Linked DNA regions of Mus musculus: region 1 is linked to region 2. The links are chromatin contacts, called in public Hi-C maps. All regions are on one chromosome and are shown on one strand. The core of a region is the stretch at or near the end of the contact, and the rest is flanking DNA. Distances in the headings are between cores, read along the strand shown. Region 1 holds the start of Ttc41 (tetratricopeptide repeat domain 41). Region 2 holds the start of Tdg (thymine DNA glycosylase).

What was found. Hi-C and Micro-C count contacts between places; a contact is called where the count stands out from the background.
Region 1: a contact with region 2 is called in a Hi-C map of CD4 T cells, with 4 times the contacts expected there. The contact joins the promoter of Ttc41 here to the promoter of Tdg in region 2. A contact is called at or near these places in 15 of 484 Hi-C or Micro-C datasets (the 63-12 cell line, the C2C12 cell line, CD4 T cells and 11 more).

The regions. Positions count from the first base shown.
Region 1 is chr10:86,702,835-86,708,159 of GRCm38.p6, forward strand. It overlaps Ttc41 (tetratricopeptide repeat domain 41), which reads left to right and starts at 2,977. Exons shown (of 16, transcript NM_001003910.2): 1 at 2,977-3,183. It overlaps Hsp90b1 (heat shock protein 90, beta (Grp94), member 1), which reads right to left and starts at 2,610. Exons shown (of 18, transcript NM_011631.1): 1 at 2,473-2,610; 2 at 1,460-1,562; 3 at 626-767; 4 at 75-191. The coding sequence starts at 2,521.
Region 2 is chr10:82,626,923-82,632,429 of GRCm38.p6, forward strand. Tdg (thymine DNA glycosylase) reads left to right here and starts at 2,916. Exons shown (of 10, transcript NM_172552.4): 1 at 2,916-3,116. The coding sequence starts at 3,094.

The DNA.
Region 1 (5,325 bases), core at 1,727-4,226, 4.1 Mb after region 2:
CACCAGAATGACCTACTGCGGAGTGCCTGGGTTCCCAGGATTCGTTTTAAAAAGGAAAGTTATTTTAAGCTTACCTTAATCTTGACCGTTAACTCCTCATTTCCAGCGAGTGCATTTTCATCAGTTAGGGAGATGAGCCTTATCTTGTCTAAAGCATCAGAAGCATTTGAAATCAGTTCTCTCAGGAAAATCTAAAAAGAAGCCAGATTTAATGAGTTGCGATTGACCCCTAAGCATGGTAAGATGTTGGTTCTTATCCACTCCTCTCAGTTCTCCTCGGAATCGTGAAGACACTCTTCAAGGAACCAAGCCTTTTATGGTGCAAGAGATGGCTTTACTCTCTTCATAAAAAAGGAGGTGTGGCTCTATAACACTATGTGACAACTACAAGGGATATCTGAAGTGGTGGGAACAGGAATACCTCTCCCACCCTCCCTCAGGGGTACAGTTGTGTGACTTCATCCGTCGGTAGGTCATGACCTTATTCTGAGCTGACACGAAAGACCAGGACAATGTCCACTCCCTTCCTGCCCCAATATGGACCAATAAGAATTCTCATTCCGAATTTAATTCCTAATTTCTAATGGAAGGATCCAAACTGCTGTCCCAACCATGTAACACTTACCTCTTTATTTTTATACAAAGAATTGATGATAAGTTTCATCATCCTGTTCACTTCAGCTTGGAAGGCGAACTTTTCAGATTTTTCTCTAAGTTCTCTTATCTGTGATGCGTTTAACCCATCCAACTGAATAGCTTCTTCCTCTCTAAGGAAATCAAATTAGATAAGCAAATACTCAGCTTCATTTTTCTCAGTCTCTAGTCAGGACACAGACTGGCCTCTGCAGACCTTCTTGTTAAAAGAGCACTCACATACCAGCTCACTCTCATCACAGAATGGGCTGTGCTTAATGCTCGGCTGGAAATAGTTCCTAAAATTCCCAGAAAAATACATCTGGCTTCCCTCTACTGAAAAGCAAGTCATGACTTGTGTACGCTTGCACAGTGAACACTTTAGTACCGTCACTAATTCCTAGAAGGCCAAAATTGAAAATATACCTCACCGATTGAAAAGCCCTTTTCTTAAAAGTTAAAGGCATAAAAGTTCTATTTTTCATAGTACTAACTTCACACAGACAAAACCAATCAAGTGTCCTGTCAGGTCTTAGAAAGTTGGAAGCACAAGCTGAGTGGGCTACATCACCACTGGTTTTCTGGTTTTAGATGCTGAGGCTTATCCCTAGCACTTTCCTTCCTGAATCAGCAGTCACTCCCAGGAGCAGACTGCTAGGAGCTTTTGCCTGCAGATAAATGGGCACTCCTAAGATCTTCTCTGGTTATTTTGTATCATTAGCAACATTTTGGGCACTGGACCTTGTAATCTGAATGGAGAAACACCAACAGCCACTCTGCCCCACTAACTTGCAGAGCTTATCAACATAGCTTCAAATGCACCGACCTCTGCACAACTTCATCATCTGTCCTTGAGCCTTCTCGGCTTTTACCCAGGTCCTCTTCCACTGTGCCATCCACGTCGACTTCATCATCAGCTCTGACGAACCCTGGGGAGAAAGGTTACAACTCTCCACACTATTGCTTCCTCTCCTTCGCATAAAAAGCCATATCAACGGGGGCAAGAGTTAACACAATTCAGTAAGTAAATACAAGCTGTTGAGATGGAAGAATTATGTACTGACGTCAATAACCAATGTCAAGGTAAGTTTGCACGCTAAAGTTTAAATATGAATGCTCAAGACCCCCGTTGACTCTGGAAGGCCAGGCAGCCATCACGTGTGTCTATCCTAGGCAGTGAGAGAGGCCCCCGTCTACACCCACACGTGTTGCGCACAGCTGAGAGGAGGTCTCTACACTGGCCAAGCCAAAACTTGGGCCTCACTTAGTTATCACAGGTCAGAATGCAAACAGGGTTTGTGCAACTTCTGTTGAGGGGAACTGAAATCCGGCCCAAAGGGGAAGACATGTCAAGGACAGCTCTTGAAGCACATCGGAATCAGATATTGGGCCACCGCCACGACGCTGGCCCGAGGGCCCACGCTCGCGAGTCGGGCGTTAGAAAACAGAAACGCGCTCCGGGAGTAGAGGGCAGGGGCTGGGGGTCCTCAGGCTCTGGTGGCCAAAGGTCGGACCTGATCACAAAAGTCCTTAGGGAGGGGTTCCAGGAAGGCTTCCCCCGGGAGTAGAGTCCGAGAGACCGCGCCCCGTCAGCGAGACTTCGGGGAGCGCTCTAGCACCATCCGCAGGGTATTTATTTAAATGCCCGGTCTCCAAGTCGCCTTTTCCCAGAGGCCTCAGGGAAAGCATCATCACCCAAGTCTCCTTCGAGGGAACGAGATGGTCCCTGAAACCCCTGTAGGCCACCCGGCGTCCCCAACCCAGGTTCAACGCCCCAAGAACGTTCGAGAAGCGGCCACACAGGAAGGGGAGGGCGCCCACTGCCGCCCGGTCACTCACCGAAGGTCAGCAGGACACAGCAGAGGCCCAACACCCACAGGACCCTCATGGTGCGTGGCCGGCGAGTCGCAAGTCCTTTTCGGTCTCAGGAGCCGCCTCCACCCCCCCAATCCCGAGTCTAAGCTCCTCACACCTCCAGCAGCGCGGTCCGCCCACTAAGCCGCGCGCAGGTCGGGCCGCTTTTCACCCCACTGCTTGCGGGCGGGGGACGGGAAACACGAACTCACCAATCGTGCCTCACCACGCACTCTCTGCACCCAATGGAGACGCATGGGGGGGGACCGCAGCCCGCCAATCGGAACTGTCCAGGTGCGGTGCCCGATGCCCGAAGCGTGGCTCCTTGCGATTGGGCTTGTCCAGCGGCTTTCCTCCAATCAGATGGCTCCGCGGGCCCTCACACACCGGGCCACCCTTTGGCCTGGGAAGCCTTGGTCCCTGAGGAAAACCGTCCAATGAACGTAGGCGCATAGCACGTCTGTCCATTCCTAGAGGTCCCGGGGAACCACTTCCGGCTTCTAGCGAACGTTTAGTCCGTGACTAGGGGAAACGGTAGCCAAGACAATGCGTCCTTTACCCTTTTCTCGTCTACGACGCGGGTCACGTTACGAGTCCTTTCAGCGCTACGTTCGCCGTCACCTTTCTTTTGGGCGTTTCTTTTCGCAAAAGAGAAATTTGTGAGGGGTTGAATATCCGGAATGCGTTTGGATGGTGGTGAGAAACTACAGTTTCCGGCATGCAACGCACTAATCTCATGAATGCTGGGAATTGTAGTCTCTGGCATCTAAGCCAGTTGCGTAGCTTGGCCCTTGCTTACTCCAATCTTGTGTCCGCGGGAAATGTCTCTGAGTGATTATAGGATTTCCACCTCATTCAGATTGCAGAATAGATCTGTGCTTGTTCTAGGACTCTAATGCACACAGTTTTCAGAGGCGGACCTGAAAAGCAGCCCCGCGTAGCCCTAGTCTCACCGTGTCAGAGGGTCAGCCCTGGATTCTGGGCTGGTGGTAGCACCCGGGTTTCCACGTCCGCTTTCTTGCGCGTCACTCAGGGTCCCTAGAGCCTTCAGTTACACTTGGCGTTGCGCTGCTCGCATTTCCTGTCCTCTCTGGTTTGGTTTGCAGTAGAGGGTGGCAGGGGCTCTCCAACCCCGAAGGAAACAAGGACCCAAGTTCCTTTGACATCCCCATAAATATCAAAGAATGACTGGGCAATCTAGAGCCTCTTTTGTGAATCAGCCAGAGAGCGCGGTGGTGAAGTCCAGGCTAGCATAGAACAGGAAAGAACTTATGCAGATACTTGAAAGCAAAAGCCGCAGAGCTTGCAAAACAGCCTGGATTGTGGCTTTGTAACTTCATAGAAACACCTTTCCGCCTTCCGAAAGATAGCAAAAGAGGCTCTTTCTGGTGAGGGAAGTCCCTAAGGCCAGCTTGTACGTTCCGAAATGTTTTCTAAGCTCTTTAGCCTCATTTTAACCAATTTTCCACCAGCACGCTTGCCTGCCTCTAACACATCCATTCCATCACCGCTTTCTCCAAGAAAATTCGAGTTGTTTTTTTTTTTTAGGCAATCCAGGTTCCCGAAGGCAAGCTTTTCAGTGACAATGTCATAGTCCCTTTGACAACTTCAAGAATTTAGACTTGTAGAACTTGAATCTGTGGTTTGGTGTTTACATAATGTGGTGATGGCTTATTTACATCTGTCTGATTTACCTACATTTGCCAAAGCATACAGAAATGTAAGACGAAGGCCTTATGCCTCTGTGCTTGTGTTTGTTGTTTAGAGCATACCAGGATCTTATTTATTTGTGCTTTTGGAAAAAGATGGCCATTTCTGCGTATGACAGCCCATCATCCACTTTCTTTCTTTCTTACTCTCTTTCTTTCTTTCTTTCTTTCTTTCTTCCTTTCTTTTTTTTTTTTATCGAGCAAGTAAGCAAGTATTGTGAAACTGTGACTGCATCTTAACTGGCCAGTGGGAGGTAGATCGGGCTGCACCTGGGAGGAACTGAGAATGAGATTTGTCCTCCAAAATAAAGCTGGTGGGTTTTTGGTTTTGTTCTTTTTTTTTTTTTTTTTTTTGGGGGGGGGGGGTAGAAGTTTCTGCAGATGATGGTCCCCAGATAGAAAGGAGAGAGAGAGAGAATCAGAGAGAGAGAATCTACTTCCAGACTGGCAGAAGATGGTCAGTCCTTATCTGACTTGCTGGCCAAGCTCCCTGGAAAATACATGGCTTTCAGCTGAGGAGAGATGGCTTAGTGGATAAAATGATTGCCCCACTTGAACTATGACCGGAATTAGGGTTTTCAGCACTCACATAACATTAGATACTGGTCTAACCCATGCTGGGGGTAGGGTGGTTTTGCTAGAGACAGATATGGCTCCCTGGCCAGACAGCATAGCCAAGATGACAAACTCCAGGTTCACTAAGAGGATAGAGGAACACACACACACACACACACACACACACACATGTTTCTTGAATTCCTAGTGTTTTCCCGTGTTCCCTTCTTCAGACTTTGACCAGTCACTGATCTCTAGGGTCAGTCTGCTCTGTCTTTCCCTCAGCACTGATCCTCCATAGGGTTATTAAGCTCCCCACCTTTGAATCTGATTCTCTTGCTTCCTAGTGAGCTACCCTGTGGGTGCTGGGAACTGACCCCTGATTATCTGCAAGAGCAAATGTTCTTATCCACTGAGCCATTTCTCCAAGGATGCTTTAAAAAAAAAGTTTTAATTTTTATTGGTTTAGACATGGTCTTTTTGTATGTATCCCTGGGTGTCTTGGACCTTACTTTGTAGGCCAGGCTGGCCTCCTCTTGCCTCTGCCTCCCAAATGCTGAGACTAAAGGGGTGG
Region 2 (5,507 bases), core at 1,666-4,165:
TGAATGCTGTCTCAACTCAACGTCCTTCTAGTCCTCTGCAAGAGTCCCACCTACTCTTACAAGCTGAGCCATTTCTCCAACCCCAAAGTTGTTTCTTTTCTAAGTAGAGTTTTCACTGTTTTATATGTATTTTACTTTATGCATCTATGTGGCTTTGCTTGCAGGTTATTGTGCCCCTGCTTTCAGGTCTAGTGCCCCAGGAAATAAGACAAGGATGTCATACCCCTCAGGACTGGAGTTAGAGACAGTTAGTTGTGAGTCACCATATGGGAATCGAAGCCAGGTCCTCTGGAAGAGTAGCTGGTGTTCTTAACAGCTGAGCCATCACTCCAGCTGCCGATATGCTTCCCTTTAAAATATCCTAGGATTAAAAATATATACATATGGAGCACAAAGCCCTGGCCATCTCTGAGCTCACATCACAGAAGGGAGAGATCATTGTAATTTAACCAACGCCTCTTGTGAAACAAACCAGGCAATCTAATTCAGTCGGGCTTCTCACCATTTTCTGCCACGTAACCTAAAGAAACAGGGAAGCCTAACACTCGAAGATGTCAGTGTTCTGGATTCCTCGGGACAATGGAAGAGAGACATGGTGGGATGAGTGATCAGCCTCTCAAGGACTGAATGGTGGCAAGTTTCCTGGAAGTGCCCCCATTATTTATTTATTTATTTGCTTTACATCCCAGTCAACCTCCCCTCACAAGTCCCTCCCATTACTCCCTCCCTTCTCCTCATAGTACAGTCACTTGACAACATTCACTTAGGTGATACCCAAAGTGAGTGCTACCACCCCATCTTGGGACATCAAGTCATAGAAGGACTAATCATAGCCTCTCTCACTGAGCCCAACCAGGCAGTCCAGCTAGAGGAAGGGGATCCAAGAACAGGTGGGGGCTCACATAAAGACCAGGCTTCAATCTGCTACAAATGTGTAGGAAGCGTAGGTCAAGCCCTGCACGCTCTTTGGTGGGTGGTTCAGTCTCTGTGAGCCCCCATGGGCCCAGGTTAGTTGACTCTGTAGGTCTTCTTGTGGTGTCCTTGCTCACTTCTATCCCTCACTTTTCCACAGGACTCCCAAACACTGCTGAGCCATCTCACCAGCCCCCTAGAAGTGTTGTTTATTGTTACATAAAAGGCACTTTTAGCAAGTTAACTTCTGCATACCCAAACCTCTTCTATGATCTAGGGGTTATGAAGGAGCCATTGCCCAAGATTCTCAGACACAGGAGACTACCTGGTCTGCCAGGTACGTCTAAGGACTGATACTGTAAAACCCTTTGAAGGAACAACCCCCTCAAATCTCAGATAACAATCGCTGACAAGAGGCTACCTCAAAGCCTAGGTGTCATCACTCTGGGATTCACGGAGAGGGCTAGACGCCGTTAGACAACTCTCTGGCCAAACACCCACAGCAGACATTGAAAAGAAATTAAATGAAAACTCTTGGGGCTGGAGAGATGGCTCAGCGGTTAAGAACACTGACTGCTCTTTCAAAGGTCCTGAGTTCAAATCCCAGCAACCACATAGTGGCTCACAACCATCTGTAATGAGATCTGACTGCTCTCTTCTGGAGTGTCTGAAGACAGCTACAGTGTACTCACATAAATAAATAAATAAATAAATAAATCTAAAAAAAAAAAACAAACAAACTCTTAGAACCTCCGAAAGTCAAGTATGGTGATACATGCCCTGTAATCCCAGTCAGTATGCAAGAGAGTGAACAGGAGACTTGCCTCAGGTTGAGGCCAGCCTGGACTACAGCTGCAAAGCTCTAAGCCAAGTCAGGGGTACACAGTTTTGTAATTATCTCAAAAACCAAAAGAACCTCCGAGAAATCGAGGTGAGATTGCTGTCTAAGGTTCTAAAGCAGAGATGCATCTAGCATCTAGGCGAGTGTTTGTCCATCTCCAACGTAGACAACTGTTTATGGAAATCTTTGTAATCTACCAAGAGCTTCCCCTTACAGATTAGTAAACTGAGGCCCAAACATTGGTGGCTTCCAATCTTAGGTTTTCCAGTTCCAATCAGCCCTACTCCTCATCACAGGAATTGACAAGAAAGACAATTGAAAAGAAAGAATGTTGTTTTGTGTAAGGCACAATATTTATTTATCATTATTATAATTATCATTTTAGTTTTTCACGACGGAGTTTCTCTGTGTAGTATTGCCTGTCCTGAAACTCGCTCTATAAACCAGGCCAGCCTCGAACTTAGTTCTGCCTGCCACTGTCTATGCAAATGCTGGGTCGCCCAGCCAAGACACATAGTTGCGGGGGAGGGGGTGGTTGTTTTCATTTTAATTTAATTAACTTTACGTCCCGTTCACAGCCCCACCCCCACCCAGTCCCACGCTTACAAATCCTGCCCCCTTCTCTTCTCAGAGAAGAGGAAGCCCCACTTGGGTAAGACTCTGGTACATCTAATCTCAGCAAGTGTAGGCACATCCTTTCCCACTGAGGAAACACGCAGTCCTCTTCCCCCAGTCCGCGCTGGGTCCACTGGCAAGGAACAGAGACCTAGACAGCCCCTGTTCCACTTGTAGGGGACTCACACGGACACCAAGCTTCACATTTGCTACAAACGTGTAGAGGGGTCTAGGTCCAGCTCCTGAAAGCTCCCTGGTTGGTAGCTCAGGCTCTGTGAGCCCCAAGTCAGGTAGCTTTTAATCCGCACAAAATTTGAGGTGAAAAGACATGAATTTGCCACCACGCATAATACATCCTAAAGGCCATCACCCTTAACCCACACCTTCAAGGAAACTTAGAGCCCACAAAAGCTGACGTCAGCCGGGCGCTCCCCATCCTCGCCGAGATCCACGTTTCCCGAAAGGCTAAGCGGCGGTCGGGGCGCCCCGAAAAGGACACGCCATTGGCCTGGCCAGCATCACGTGATGGCGAGGCCGCCGGCCTCCTCGGAGGGGGACGGAAGTGCGCTGGGGACTCGCCGCGGTGATGTAGCAGCGTGGGAGGGGCCGAGGCCAGCGCCGTCCATCCACCGGCCGCCCCGATCCTGTGGTGAGTCCGCGCGCTGAGCGGCAGAGCGGGCGCCCGTGGGCTCGGCAGGAGTGGCCGTACCCTCGGCGGCGCCGCCATGGACGCAGAGGCCGCGCGCAGGTAACGCGGGCGCTCGCGGCTGGGGTCGGTCAGGGCCGCGGCCCGCACAAAGGCCGGCTTGCGCGTGCGCAGTGGGGACCTCCCCGCTCCCCACACGTCCCCCCCCCCTCCCAGGTCCGCGCACGTCCTCTGCCTCCCGTACCCGCGAGCTTTAAAAGGTGGTGTGTGCCCGGCCGCAGCCTCCGCCCGCGCGGTTCTTCACCCTCCGTCACCGTGGACTGTAAAGGCGAAGCGGGTACCCTGTGGCCGCGGTTGCTGCGGGGTCCTTCTCATCCTCGCGGGATAGATACTATTGCTGTGGAGTGTGTATAACACGCTAAGAAGTCAATCTGTAGATGTCTTTCATTCTGGGATGGTCTTTAAAATTGTCCCTTAGTGGTAATGGGGATGTCAGGGCGGGCCTGACAAAGTATAGGTTTGGGGATTTAGACTCTTCGCAGAAAGCTAAGAAAAACAAAATGGCAAGGTCTTCGCAGGTAAAAGGAATGGAGATTTAGGTATTAGCCCTGCCTGGCGAAGAATTAGCTTGCCTCTAAGTGGCAAATGGACATTGAACTTAGGCAAGAGATTCTGTCTTCAGCCCGCCTTCCCACTCGACGGCTGTATTATGGTACATCTTTGAGCAGATTGACGGGGGCTGATGGCAGTCCATGGGAGTTGAAATGAAAGTCTGGTTTACCACTCAAAGATCCAAGGGACACTGCAGAAGGGCCTCTACTCACAGGACAGGTAGACCTATCTTAAAGCCTTTACCAACTACAGGGTGCCAGGGACCTGCTGGTGAAAGTGGGAAATATGCCGGCCCAACTTTCAGAGGGGTTTGTAGAACTGATAGGTTGAACTGGAGTCTACATAAATACATGCTGAATGGATGCAATAGTGAATCATTAACAAAAAGAGGCACAATATTACATGTGTGTGTACGTGTGTGTGGTCTGTCTCTCTCTCTCTCTAACCCAAGACTAAATAGTGTGTGTGTGTAAGACCTTGATGTCATACTACTGAAATGATTTAAAAATGAACCCAGATTTTTATTATTATTTGGGAGTGTGTGGTTGGGGATTGAGCCCAGAGCCTCCAGTGTGCTAAGCAAGCTTACCACTGAGTCATGTCCCTCAGCCATCTTCTTACTCGTTATTTTGAAAGGTCTTGCTGTGTTGCCTTGGCTACCCTTGGCTTCACTCTGTAGCTCCGGTGGACCTTAAATTCATGAGCCTCATGCCTCAGCCTCTCAGATGGCTGGGGTTATGGGCCTTTCCTCCCAGGCCCAGCAGGAACTGGAAATTCTGACTAGTCCTAAAGTCTTCCTGCACTCTGCATGTAGGAGCTAACGCACGGGTAAGTGTGCATTCTCCGTGTAGCGCTGTCAGCAGCAGATGTGTATGTGGTGTTCCTTCACGGTCCACACTGCCAGCTCCCTGGAGCTGTGTGTGTTGCAGTAAATATCATTTGGGGGTTTCTACCTCACCTCAGATCATTTAGTTCCCAAATATAAGACACAAAGTTCTTTCGATTTTTATAATAGGCTTAAAAGCACTAGAGCTGGGCAGATATCGGCCCTCCATGCTAGTTTGTCTGCTTCCCTGTCAGTAGCCCCGAGACATCACGTGTCATGTTTTGTTTGGGCTGATCCTGCTGCATCAGGCCAGCCCTCGGGGCCATGTGCTAAGATCCTCCTACCCCATGGAGACTTTTCTTTCACCTCTCTCTGGTGGTCCCTCCTGAGACCCCAAGCCCAGGAACCTTCGTTCTGTCCCCTCTCTTCTTCACAGCCCAGGCTGTAGGCATCTTTATTAACCAATGGGGGGAGAGGGGCAGGGCTACGCAACAAAAGCTGATGCATGTGAAGATCTCATCCCTGAGATGGGAGGGAGAGGGACAACCAGATCTCAGTAGGTAGCATTTGATAGAGAGCAAACCAGACCAGTCCCCTGTGCAGCGTTGAGCTTGTTTAGCACTGGTCATTGTTTGTGGCTGTTCAGTAGGATGTATCCTTGTTCAAATGAGATGCTCAGAGGTGTTTTGAAAACAGCACTCTAGACCCTTAAAATAGTGTAAAATAACTTAGAATTAAAGAAGTTTCTTAGTGTTTCTAGAGAAAGCTTTAAAGATTTAAAACAGCAGATCAGAATCGTATTAGATAGACTTTTTGGTTTTTTTTTTTTTTTTAGCTTTGAGACAGTCTTGCTTATGTAGACCCAAGCAAGCCTCAGTCTCATAGGCATCCTCCTTCCTCTGCTTCTGTGCCAGGATTACAGGCATACAGTGTGGCGACTTTCCACAGACCTCTAATCCGCTGTGTGTGTGTATTGAGAGACCACAGGCAGCTGTAGGAAGCAGTTCTGGGCACAGGAGGTCTGTAGGAGTTGGTAGGATGGGTCTCAGAGAGAA